2 separate regions of the Triticum aestivum genome follow, and region 1 is linked to region 2. A link is a contact called in public Hi-C data. All regions are on one chromosome and are shown on one strand. Each heading gives the region's core, a stretch centred on a gene start, on an enhancer-like site or on the middle of the called end of the contact. The rest is flanking DNA. Distances are from core to core; before and after follow the strand shown.

Evidence for each region. Hi-C and Micro-C count contacts between places; a contact is called where the count stands out from the background.
Region 1: a Hi-C map of leaf shows a contact between it and region 2, with 5 times the contacts expected there. The contact joins the promoter of LOC123071202 here to the promoter of LOC123071201 in region 2. A contact is called at or near these places in 2 of 5 Hi-C or Micro-C datasets (leaf and an unstated tissue).

The regions. Positions count from the first base shown.
Region 1 is chr3B:601,508,137-601,514,851 of IWGSC CS RefSeq v2.1, reverse strand. LOC123071202 (cytochrome P450 704C1) reads right to left here and starts at 2,090. Exons shown (of 5, transcript XM_044494715.1): 1 at 1,695-2,090; 2 at 1,363-1,578; 3 at 997-1,275; 4 at 595-924. The coding sequence starts at 2,006.
Region 2 is chr3B:601,246,887-601,253,826 of IWGSC CS RefSeq v2.1, reverse strand. It overlaps LOC123071201, which reads left to right and starts at 1,820. Exons shown (of 8, transcript XM_044494714.1): 1 at 1,820-2,177; 2 at 4,134-4,278; 3 at 4,354-4,504; 4 at 4,590-4,715; 5 at 4,795-4,875; 6 at 5,995-6,187; 7 at 6,278-6,548. The coding sequence starts at 2,001.

The sequences.
Region 1 (6,715 bases), core at 841-3,340, 260 kb before region 2:
CCCTTGCGCCGGAGCCCCCAAGCGCCCCCAGCGCGCCGGGTTCGGCCTGCGGCCGCCGGGCGGAAAAAAGGGCCGAACCGGCGCTTTTTGTCGTCCTGCGGGCGCGACTGGGCCGTTTTTTTGGCGCCGGCGCTGAAAAAGTGGCCTGGAGGGGCCTGTTGGGGCGCGGCTGGAGATGCTCTAACACTCTTTGCCTTTACGGGTATCAACTTTGGGCACATTCTGGATGGATTTTTCGTTGGGCGTGACTAGGTCTCAGTCAACTGAAACTTGTCTCATTAACAACGACATAACATGTAAGAAAGAAAAAAAAAGAAACTTTTATATGGACCTCAATGTAAGATCTTACGAGTATAGCATCGATTAAGGCATAACCAAGTCCCAGTCGACTAAGATTTAGCAAGACTATTTTTCACTCCCTCCATCCCAAAATAGAAGTATTAATTAACTACAATTTTCTTCCAAGTACTTAGTTAATGAACGGTAAATCTTTTGCCTTCTTTTCAAAAATAAAATAAAATCTGCAGTTGTAATCTTCCATGGAATCCCAACAAGTTTAGAGTGTGTCGATTCGTGGTAGATGGATGGACTCACCAGCGGGAGCGAAGGGTACAGCCGAAGCGTCTCCGTCAAGGCGGCGTGCAGGTAGTGCATCTTGTTGAGCGCCTCGTCGTTGAGGCTCCTGGAGAAGTCGTCGATGGACGACGTGGCCTGGCCGGCGACGGCAGCCTCCTCGCTTATCTTCTCCTGGACCTCCGGGTGCTTGCACATCATGTACGGGAACCAGGCAAGCGCTCCGGCGGTCGTGTCCTTGCCGGCCATGATAATGTTCAGTATCATGTCTCTCAGGTGCTTGTAGTCCACCTCTCCGGCGTCGCCGGTGGTTGCCTGTATGAATCTCGACAGCAGGTCATCCTTCGCCACCTGTCAAGTCATCAACGTCAAGAAGAACCTGAGCTTCAGTTTCAAGCGTAACATATTAGCAGTGTCGTGTGCCTTGCCGCCGTCCGATATCTCGTCCGCCCTGCCACGGATGCGCTTGTACATGAACTCGTCGACGACCTCGATCCTGCGCCTGAGCGCCGCCTCGGCGCCGACGTTGAGGAATCTCGACACCTTCCAGAACGCATTGACGAAACGGAGCAGGGTGAACTCGCTGGCGTCGTCTAGCGCCGCGGCGAAGCGGCTCCCCTCGTCCGACCCCGACAGCGTGTCGAGGTCCACGCCGACGGCGATGGTGAAGATGGAGTCCATCGTCGCTTTCATCAGCAAGTCCTGATCCAAGAAACCAGTCAAATATACACGTATCGGCTTCGCGGGATGGTCCTGGAAGGAATTAACCAGAGGCAGGTTCAGGTTGACCTGAAAGTCCACGGGTTGCTTCGCGGCCGCGTTGCCGGAGACGATGTGCGCGAGCTTGGCGGCGTCCCTGTTGAAGACGCCGCCGCTGAAGTCCCGGAGGGCCCTCGTGGAGAAGTCGTAGCTGGCGATCTTCCTGTGCTGCCTCCACTTGTCGCCGTCCGCCGTGAAGATGCCGTCTCCGAAGAGATCGCTCGTCTTGTCGTAGTTAGACGCGCCCTTTGGTTGTGTTCGTTCAGAAACATCACACGCATATATGTATGTCAGCGGATATCCTGAGGTATTGATCACTCTCTTCATCCAAATTAGTTACTGTACTACCTTGCATCGCGTACCTTGCCGTAGTTGGCGAAGTTGGTCCTGAGGATGTGCTCGACCACCGCCGTGTCGGAGGTGTAAATCTGCCTCCGTCCCGGCGCGAGCAGTCGGAAGGTCGCGTGCTCGCGGAACAGGTCCGTGTAGTAGTCGTGCAGCCGCCGGAGGTGGTATACCTGGTGGAACACCGTTCCGGCCACAGGCGGGTACCGCTGCGCTCCAGCGGCGCCGCGGCCGACAACAAAGGCGGCAAGGTACCAGCAGATGGCTAGCACTGCGAGGCCGGCAGCCAGCACCAAGGCCGGGGAGCACTCTGGCATTCCCGTCGCCATAGCCACTCACTTGGTCGCGTGTGTGTTGTGACTTGTGAGCTGAGCCGAGCTGTTGCGTGTGAGTGATTCGGCCGGCCGGAACTATGGCAAACGATTCCTTACGGTCCACCATGGGCCACGTTATCTCTTCGTGTCGTCCTTTTCTTCTTAATTCGCTTTCCTCTCTTGTTTCTTTCAATCCCTATATATGCCGTGCAAAATGGAAAATTGCGCCTTACCGGCTGAGAGCGGCAGATCCCGGGTCATTCATTGAATGCTCAAGATTCGTGCGTTAGAATAGTGTATAACACGTGAATCATTTTTCAGATGAGATACACCGCAATACACTCTGTGCATGTCAGATGGTACAGTCGATTTCATGCTTGGTGGTAGCATGCATGTATCAGAAAAATCATATATATTTCAATTGAACATTTTTAGAGAACATATTTCACTATTTTAAAATAAACCACTCCACATTTCGAAATAACAGATTTCACAAGTTGACATTTCGGTTTCATATTATTTTTCACCTTTAGAACCTACATTTCACTTTCCACGACCTTGTTTCACAAATAACACATATATTTCAATTGCACATTTTTCTAAACATTAGTTCACATTTTTAAAACAAACTATCACACATTTCAAGAAAAATAAACCAGTTTCACAAGTTGATATTTCAGTTCATATTGTTTTTCATTTTCAGAACCTACATTTCCCTTTTCACTAGTTTGTTTGATGAAAATCACATCTATTTCAATTTTATTGAAAATCACATTTCACTCTTTTGAAGTAAACCACATTTCAAAATTTTCATTTTCACAAGTCGAGATTTTAGTTTAACATTTTTTTTCACTTCCAGAAGGTGCATTTTTTTCACGTTTCACTGGCTTGTTTCAGAAAAATAATATCTATTTCAGTTGCACATTTTAAAAATAACATATTTTACTCTTCTGAAATAAAATATCACACATTTCCAAATAATTAGCTTCACAAGTTGACATTTCAGTTTCATATTTGGGTTAAATAGTTTCCTATGAAAAATGTTATTTTCACGTATTTCTAGTGAAATAGGTTTGTTTCAGTTTTTTCCTAATGAAATGGGTTTATTTCACTTATGAGATGTGAAATGTCGAAATTTAAATGTGTTTGAAATATATTCAAAATTGGTTTAGTTCTGAAGTTCTTGACGCCAGGAGTCCAAATATATAAAAAGTTTGAAATACAAGTCTATAGTTTAAAAGATATGGTTGATTTAAATTGTGTAAGAGAAAATAAAGTCTATGAATTTGTTCTATGGATAGAGTGAGTGGAGAGACCTGCATGCGTAGGTTCTCTGACAAAAGGTGTACTTTAGGGCCATCAAACTAACATTGATTAGACTAAAAAGAAAGATATAAGAAAAATACTAGTGTTATACATCTAGGTGGGCCATACATTCTTACCAAACTCAGAAAAAATGGATGGTCTCTGATGTACAGGGACCTAAGGCAACAGCGCAAAATGACTTTCAACTATCATGTACCCTAGCCACTCACAAGTAGGAAAATGGCTAGTGTGGTGCGCCAGTTTCAATCAACGCACCACTCTGTTTTCGAAATAGTGGTGGGGTTGGATATTTGGTACGGCATTTCTAAAACCGCAGTGGCGATGTTGGGAAATTGACGAACGCTAGTTATATGTGGGACCCATAGTTGGTGCAATGCGCTGATACGTCTCCAACGTATCCATAATTTTTGATTGTTCTATACTATATATTATAGTATCAACCTTGGATGTTTTTATATGCAATTATATATCATTTTTTGGGACGAACTTATTAACCTAGTGCCCAGGCCAGTTGTTGTTTTTTGCTTGCTTTTGGCTTCTCAGGAAATCAATATCAAACATAATCCAATCGGAGAGAAAACTTCAGGCTTGTGGGCCCCTCGTGGCACCTCTTAACCTAATTCCGCCTCTATAAACTCTCAAATATTCCCTGACATACGAGAGCCACCCAAAGTACTTTTTCCGCGGCACAAGTTCCTATTCTCGTGAGATCCCATTTGAAGGCCTCCGTTGGAGGGGAAATCAATCATGGAAGGGCTCTACATCAATCTTGCCGCCCTTTCGATGATGTGTGAATAGTTTAGCACAGGCCTACGGGTTCATAGCTAGTAGCTAGATGACTTCATCTCTTTCTCTTTGATTTTCAATACAATGTTCTCCTCGATGTTCTTGGAGTTCTATTCGATGTAATCACTTTTTGCGGTGTGTTTGTTCGGATCCGATGAATTATGAGTTTATGATTATATTGTCCATGAATATTATTTGAGTCTTCTCTGAACTCTTTTATGCATGATTATTATAGCTTTGTATTTCTCTCCGATTTATTGATTTGGTTTGGCCAACTAGATTGATTTTTTTCTTGTAATGGGAGAGGTGCTTTGTGATGGGTTCGATCTTACGATGATCAATCCAAGTGATAGAATGGGAAATGACACGTATTTATATCGTTGCCATTAAGGATAAAAATATTAGGTTTATTCATGCATGCGTTTACTTTGTCTACATCATGTCATCTTGCTTAAGACGTTACTCCGTTCTTTATGAATTTAATACTCTAGATGCATGCTGGATAGCGGTCGATGTATGGAGTAATAGTAGAAGATGCACGTAGGAGTCGGTCTATTGTCTCGGACGTGATGCCTATATACATGATCATTGCCTTGGATATCGTCATAATTATTTGCTTTTTATCAATTGCCCAACAGTAATTTGTTTACCCACCCGTATGCTATTTTTAAGAGTGAAGTCTCCAGTGAAAACTATATCCACCGGATCTACTTTTATCATATATTAAAAATCCAAAAATACCTTCTTGCCAGTTTTCCTTTATTTATTTTATTTTGTATTTTTATCTATCTATTTATTTATCTATCACTACAAAATTTAATCTTGCAAGTAATCGTCAAGAGATTGATAACCCTTTGTTCGCGTTGGGTGCAAGTATTTGTTATTTTGTGTGCAGATACTACTAACAAGGTGTTGCGTGGTTCTCCTATTGGATTGACAACCTTCGTTCTTAACTGAGGGAAATACTTATCTCTACTATACTGCACCATCCCCTCCTATTCAGGAAAAGCCGAACGCAGCTCACAAATAACATGCATCATATACAAGTGATGTGGCATAACAAGGAACGCCAAGACTATTAAGTTTTCATGCGGCGTGATATATGTTGCTACGCCACCACTATATTATTTGTGACATTTTTATAATATTGTAGCTATTGTAGTTACCTTGATTTTTCTTTTATAATTTTGAGTTGGTGGCACGCCATTTCCAATCAAGCCAACACTATTTCAGACTCAAATTATATTATTTCTACGTTGATTGAAAACTGCCACGCCATAACCATTAGTATTTATTTTGAGTCATTTATTATTTTGAGTCTTTTGTTATTCTGAGTTTTTATTATTTTGAAATTTTTTGTTACTTTTAGTCTTTTATTATCTTCCGTATTTTTTATGTGTTTTGTCTTTTTAGAGTCTTTTGTTATTTTGTGTCTTTTTATAATGCTGTAGTTATTATTTTAAATGTTAATTACTTTGAGTCTTTTATTATGTTGAATCTTTTATTACTTTCAATCTTTTATCATTTTGTATTTTTGAATTTATTTTTGGGCCTAACCCAACATGGCGTCAGAGGTCCGGCCCAGCCCAATGTTGTCAAATCAAGAAATAGGTGGCCACGCCCCCCCCCCTCTCTCTCTTAATCCCCTTTCTTGTCGCCTCTCTCAGTCATTTTGTTTTGTCACCGGCAGTGGTCAGTCGATTCCGGCCATTTCCAGCGTCACCCGGTGTTGTCGTACACTTCTAGACCTCCTCTTGTTGACATACATCTATACCCCACATGTCGCTGTCATTTATCTATAGGGTTTTTGCGACGATGATGGTGACGCCTGCAGGTAACGGCGATGGAGAAGTGGGCAGACCACGATAGTGAACTGACCTCCAATTCTTTGTGAGCACCTCAGCATCTCTTATTTTTTGGTATTTCTTTATTTTTGGAAGCACTATTGCAAGATGTTGCTAACGCGGCACTACAATCGGAGACCCTTATATAAAAATGTGTGCGATGCATTAACCGTAAATAGTGTCGTAATAAAATCGTCCGCAATAATGCAAACTGTTTACGATGGCGGAGACATCAAGCACGATTCAGATTAGAGTTGCGTGTGCGATGCGGGGCATACAATTGATCCATACAAACTGTTTGCGATGAGCATAACAACAGAAATGGTCAGTCAGACCAAGGTGTGTGCGATATACGATATATAATTCACTTGGATGAACTTTTTGTGATTAGCCAACATAACACAAACGACCAGTTAGATCAAGGTATGTGCGATATATGGCATATAGTTCACTCAGATGAACTATTTAAGATTAACCAACATAACAGAAACGGTCAGCCAAATCAAGGTGTGTGCGATACACGACATACAATTCACTCAGATGAACTCTTTGCGATGAGGCAAAACAACAGAAACGGTTTAACATAACAACATGTGTGTGATACGCGGCAAACATGTCAGTATTTAGAAATGTATGGGAAGACCGATAACGACACAGATGATTTCTGCTAACAAGCCGTGTGTGTTATGAGCAAACACTTGCTGGTATACAATTTTCAACGATTGATAAAATCATCACCGACGGGTTCCCTAGTTTAGTCCGTGTGCG
Region 2 (6,940 bases), core at 571-3,070:
GTTGGCCAGGAGCCCATGATTACCAGGTACTATGCCTCCATGTACCCTAATGGATGGATTTGGATCGATCGTGAAAGGGGGTGATGATGCCTGCTTAGTGTTGACTGGCTACAAACCATATGCATTAAAAAGCTGGCCAAAATCCTAGCCGGTCCACGGTCCAGGTCGGCCCCAACGAAGCTCCGTCCATGTCTGAGATGGCGTCGTTCACTCTTCTGGCCACATACGTACCATCTTCGAGTATGATAACCATATGTTATATTTCATATTTCAAACTTTTGAATGTAGCATACAATTGAAAAGCAAAGTGAACAACATTTTATAAAAGCAATTTCCATTGCCCAATTCCTCCTTAGAGCATCTCCATCGTCGTGCCCTATAGCGTCCGCAAACATCCGAACCGCCTCGTCCAGATGTTTTTGCCATCTAACACGGTGCCTTCAACGTCTGTGACGTGTCCGTGTGTCTGAATTCTCACAAACGGGCTCAGAATCCATCTGCCTGAGGAGTTTGTCCAAATGCATCAACAGATTCGGTATCGAGCAATTCATGATCAGTTTAAGAATGATCTGATTGAGCATCTGTGGGCGGTTAAAATATACAACTGGAACATAAGCTGAATTCAAGTTTGACTATTTTATTTGAAAACTTAATGTTTGAATTATAATATTTAAATTTGAACCAGTGTTGTATTTGAATATTTTCTTTGCTCGAAGAATTATATACTCAACTTTAGTTTGCCGACTTAAAAAATAGGGGTGAATGTTTGGTGGATAGCATGGATGGACTACTTTCGTATCTGTATTCGCGGATGTGTTGGACGTGTGAAGGAGTGCATTGGATGCCTTTAGGGATGAATTGTCGCCGACACGACTGGAGCACTGATACATTATGCTTGTGTCGACACCTTCTTTGGCCCTTGGCAAGGAGAAGGTTTAGCAAATCAACTAGCAGCATATGATGGAGGTGAGGGTTTTTGGAGGTCGAGCTCTAGGGAGCTCGTTTTGAAAAACCAAATTTCTACAATGTGAATTTTTTAGAACACGGTACAGACGTGCAAGCGTTCATATATGCGCGCATATATTTATCCCACCACATGCGTCTCGTAGTCGACGAGAATGTCTTCTCCCACTGAACGCGCATCGCCGGAAATTCTGAAATGCGAGCATCAAGATTTGAACCCTAGTGGGCCGGGATACCATTGTCCTCCTAACCATCCAAACATAGCTGGTTCATATTTTTTTTGAATTTATTTATGAACAATCATACACATGTGTATTACGTATGTGCGAAAATTCATAACCATATACTTTCACATGTGGCATACAGAAAAAAGCCAAAAACGTATTTCTAAGTATTTTTAGGGGTACGTATTTCTAAGATGGGCATTTTTTTGTTGTTGGGCCGGAATTTTGTTTTTTTACAGCCTACAAAACACAAAAAAATCAAATGCTTTTTCACATGTTGGCTAAAAAAAACATGTTGTTCGTGCGATATCTTTCCGTGGAATTTTTTAAAAACTTTAATATATCACTTTTTAAAAAAAATACCGAGCTCCTGGAGCTCGGGGAGCTTGGGCGCCATTGGCATTTTCCGTGCACGATGTGGCCTCTGTTCGGCAGTTTGATTGTACGCCCTAGGCGCAACACACGGCGCCACACACGGCTCCAACCGGGAAGGCGGATCAGCGACTCAACTACGTGTACGCGTTTTCCACCGTTGGATGGACACGGCACGGCCCAGGCCACCCCCGCCCGACACCCCCTTCCACGGAGCGGAGGCCCTCATTACAGGCGACTTTTATAGGAAAGCCCCCGAATTACCTCGGATTCCAGGATACCCATTCAGTGATACCGCGAGGGCGTCCAGCTCCGGCTCGCCTCAACCCTAACCCCCTGCCCCCCTCCCCTCCGGCGAGATGCCCACCGGCGCCTCGGCGTGACGCGACCCCTCGTTGGCGGCGAGGAGGGCGAATCGGGGGTGGCGGAGGGTGAATCGAGATGGAGGCGAGGCCTCGGCCTTCCGGCGTGCGGAGGGTGACCGCCAAGAAGCGGCCGAGGCCGGATGCGTCCTCCAACAGCGCGCGGAAGCTGCAGCGCCGGGAGATTGCCGCATTCCCCGAGCGCACCTTCGCCGCCAGCACCACGCGGGAGCGGTTCCGCAACATCCAGCTCCAGGTCCGCCTTTTCCCCGGGTGTCTCCTCGTCAATTGTGGGCGTCATTGGCAGTGCCTGGCATGGGTTGGTGGTGGTTTAGGGTTTAGGAGGGAGTTGCTTAAAGATCTTTGCTTTTTTCTGATTGCCGGAGGGGTTGGAACCAGGGGGCCTAGGCAGTGGCGGAGCCAGGATTGGCCGACGCCCCAGGCGAGAAACTAAGGGCAAAAAACTACCAAAAAACCCCAGTTTCAAGGCATATGAAAGTCAATCTATGTTGCATAACTAATAAGAAAACCAAACATAATATTCAATGGCAGCATTTGTTCCTTGATGGGTCAACTAATAAAGCAAGATAAATCAAAAGACAATATGTAGAGCATAGAGATGATATAAAAGATTGATATAAAATTGATACCAAATCAAAGGATTGGTTGATCTGAGCATCCCATGACTACATCATCAATAGCAGAAGAAGCTAAACCTTCAATGATAAATTTTGAAATGCAAATCAATGCATATTATAGCAGATAAAAATAGTTAATAACAGATGTAAAATGTGAAAGCTTACGGCTAGGACAAGGCGAAAGGCATCTGCGATTGCGATAACCTTGAAGTCGCTAAATGATCTTTGATTCTTCAATACTAAAAAATACATCTCGCTCAATGTAACATTCCATTCTATGAGACATCCAATCATCACACATTTTGTTTCTCAATCTAGTCTTGATAATGCTCATTGTTGAGAATGCCCTTTCTGCTGTTGCTAAAAGCTATACATCAGAAGTTCAGAACAGAGCTCCATGCCTCCACCGAACAGAGCAATACATCGAAGAGAACTAGGAAGGGATATCTTTGCTCTTGCTCTGTTGTCTGCTCTGTGCTGCGTCTCGCCGGACGCCGGGCAGCCTGCCGCCTCGCCGGGGTCGCTGCCTCGTCGGACAGGGCAGCAGCCCGCAGCGCCGCAGCGGCGCAAACTGATGCCCCAAAAGGGGATCGAAGGGACAGGGCTCGTCGGCTGGGTAGGCACGACGGCAGCCGGCAGGCGGCGGCAGCGGGCTCGCCGGTGGGCAAGGACGCAGGTCACACAGCCACCTGACGCCTAGGGTTCGTCCAAGTCGGGGGAACGGGCGGCGGGCAGCCGGTTGGTTCAGGCAGCTTCTTTTTTCAGGGGACACAGGCAGAGAGCTGAGGCAGGCAGCGAACGAGATCGGCCTCACGCCCCAGGCCGCCTTCGCTACATGTACGAGCGAGATGGGCCTCACGCCCCAGGCAGCCGCCCGGGCTGCCTGGGGCTTGTCTCCGCCCATGGGCCTAGGCGATGTGATGTATGAGTGCTAGGCGAGGAGGAACTGTGGCCTTCGGTCATGCTTAACAGTTAACAGGAGAAAATTAGTTTTTTTTTTCTGTGCAAGAACTGCTTGTTTGTACAGCCTTTTACTTGTGCGCCAGCTTCACTTTTGGTGAAGTAACTGTCTGACTGAGCTGTTAGGGTGCATCCTGGAATCACATCAATAGCAGTGTATTGGATGACACTAATAGGAGGAAGGATTGCTTCCTGGTGTTGTATTCCAATGTGTCGATGCCTTGGAGGGCCATCACTGGGATAATTTGGTCTGTATAGGAGGGCATCTTATAATTTGATGAAAAAAATTTGAACTTGGGCCATGAGGCCTCGCTTTGGCATTTCAATTTCCCAGTCTTGGAAAAAGGATAACATTTCAGGTAACTATGAGAACATGGAAGTCATGAATAGGTTTCACAAGCTACATTTCAATGGCTGATTCAGTTAGTCTGCCCACTCACTCTATTTTGAGATTAAACCTTGACCAGTGAAGTTTGCTACCGTTCACTCACTCAGTTTTTGGCGCTTAATGCTCTGCCAGTGTTGAGTTGCCTGATAGTGTGAATCTGCCAGTGACATACCACATGCTATCTAGGATTCTTGATTTGTTTTGTTTTTCTCATTCTTATTTGTAGGAAGAATTTGATACATATGATCCTAAGGAGAACAGTTCGCTACTACCTTACTTGAGGAAGCGGTCTGAAATTATTGAGATAGTTGGAGCCCGTGATATTATCTTTGCTTTATCACAGCTGGGAGTATGTGCTGCATTCAGTAGAGGTACGCCTCTTTTGAGCTTTTGTTAATGACTGGTCCTGGTTCAAACAACTATTCTTATATTCTCTTTGTTTCCAGTGAAAAACCAGCGGATTTGCTTTCTGAATGGAAGTCCAGATGAAGTCATCCGTAGTTTGTTTTATAACAAGAACAATGACTCGCTTATAACCGTATCAGTTTATGGTTCTGAAAATTTCAGTGCTTTAAGATGCAGGACAACTCGAATCGAGTGAGTTTGTCTTCCTATGATCCTGTTACACTGCTAGCCTTCCTACTTTTATCATATTATAGCTAAACGGCATTTTACTCTCAAGGTATATACGCCGTGGAAAGCCAGATGCTGGTTTCCCTCTTTTTGAGACAGAATCGTTGAGGTGGCCAGGTTTTGTGGAGTTTGATGATGTAAACGGAAAGGTGCTGACGTACTCTGCTCAAGACAGGTGATTGAACTACCTACCTTTCTAATATGGAGAAAATATATTTGTTCAAATTATGACACTGTGTTCTCATCTAAAACAGTACTTACAAGGTGTTTGACTTGAAGAACTACACACTTCTGTACACGATATCTGATAAAGATGTTCAAGAGATAAAAATCAGGTAAGGAAATCTCTCTTGGTTTGTTTTCCTAATTTACATTGTTCACATTGCGCAATGATCCTGTTTTTTGTTTCTATGTCACCTGTCTGTTCTCGTGCAATACTGACAGAATATTTTTGTTTGACATCTTTTTTTCCTCATTTAGAAGTACTAGTCACCCAATTATCTCAATTATATATAAAAAAAGAACACCCAATTATCTCAGAAAGCAGTAACTAAACCTTAAATTATCTAAAAGCAGTTCAACCCCACAGGACTATCATAATCCACCACAATGCTAAATGGATCCTAACTTCATGGCTGAATGGTAAGTTATCTTCTTTTGTAAGAGATACTTATGACTGCTTTGATTCTAAATGGGCTCCTATCATTTACTAAATTTAATGTTTTCTATGAAACCAGTCATAGTCCATAGAAATGGTACAATTATAACTTGATATTGTTGGCACATTTAGAAGTGCCATTCTCAATCCCTACCTGTAGGTTACGATAGCCGAGGTTTAAAAAAATGTGCGTGGTTGCACTATTGCTTCTTTGTAGAAACGATTGTCACTACAGGCAGGATTGACATCGCATATAGCATATCTGTTGCACTATTTTGTGCAGCAGCAACAGGGGTACCTTTCATGTGAATTGTACCACGTGAAACGGTACCATGCAAGGTTTAGTGGATAACTCAAAGCATGGCTTTTCTATAGTTCTCCAAATTAAGTTAGGTTTGGTTGTTATCTCCTAATTGATCCAAATGTCCATTAGCTAACCATTGTTTGGGGCTGGACTGTATATAAGCGATGCCAGTGTTACCTCTTAAGTCTTAACAGGAAAACAACAAAGAATAAACAAGTATTTTTGTCTCTAGTCTCCCGTCTTCTCGAAAAAAGCCGTGCTGCTGAACCGTCCTTGTGGATGTATTTATTATGTAAAGATCTAAGGACAAGCACATGTGCATTATTCAGCATGTGGGAACAAGATAATTGTTTCTTTGCGACTTCCGAGATGGGATTAGTGTACTTCTTTTCTTTCAAGAGATATTGGATACATTCAGTTTTATTTCTTGTGCACATTTCTATTCACGCCAAAATTAGTTGTGCCTTATTGCTTCTTATTTCCTTCTCACAGCCCTGGTATAATGCTATTGATATACTCAAGAAAAAAGGGCTACATTCCTCTTGAGATTCTTTCTATTGAAGATGGTAAGCGCTTGAAGTCATTCAGGCATCTTCTTCACCGCAACAAGAAGATTGATTTCATTGAGCAATTCAATGAAAAACTTCTAGTCAAGCAGGACGGGGAGAACCTTCAAATTCTTGATGTAAGCATTGGCTGTGTATTATAGGTCAAGGGAAATAAGAAAAACAATTTCTATTTCTTGTTTGTAACAAACTTCCATGCAATACCGCAGGTAACAAACTCTAAGATAACAGAAGTGAGCAGCAATGAGTTTGTGACTCCATCAGCTTTTATTTTTCTGTACGAGATGCAGCTGTTCCTGACCTTCCGTAATCGGTCGGTATCAGTTTGGAATTTCCGTGGTGAACTGGTGACATCCTTTGAGGATCATTTGTTGTGGCATCCTGATTGCAATACAAACAGTATTTACATAACTAGCAACCAAGACCTCATTATCTCTTACTGCAAAGCTGAACCGGATGATCCATCTTCAGAGGACAATGGTAAAAATTTAAACTTTCTGGTGCTTCAGCATGTATTGTTGATGTGTTTAATTGCTAATTGATTTGTTATGGTTGCTAATCCTTCCTGGCAATGCATTTACCTTTATCCATTATACTCCTCATGTTAGATTTAGTCGCAAGCACTATCAGTTTTCTCTTTGACGGGAGGCAGTGTTCCCGAGCTTTTTAGTTTTATACCAGTTTGATGATTCATGCATGCAATTTCAGTGCTGATCAAGTGTGTGTCACCAAAGTTTTATCTCTCTGTTTTAACAGTCATACAAACGCCAGAATAGGTGTTTATTTTGAGTAGCTGGTAATCACTTGATTTTGCGTGTGATGCTTTCGATAGATTCTCTACTTAGTAAGAAAGATGCGTCAGGAAGCATGTT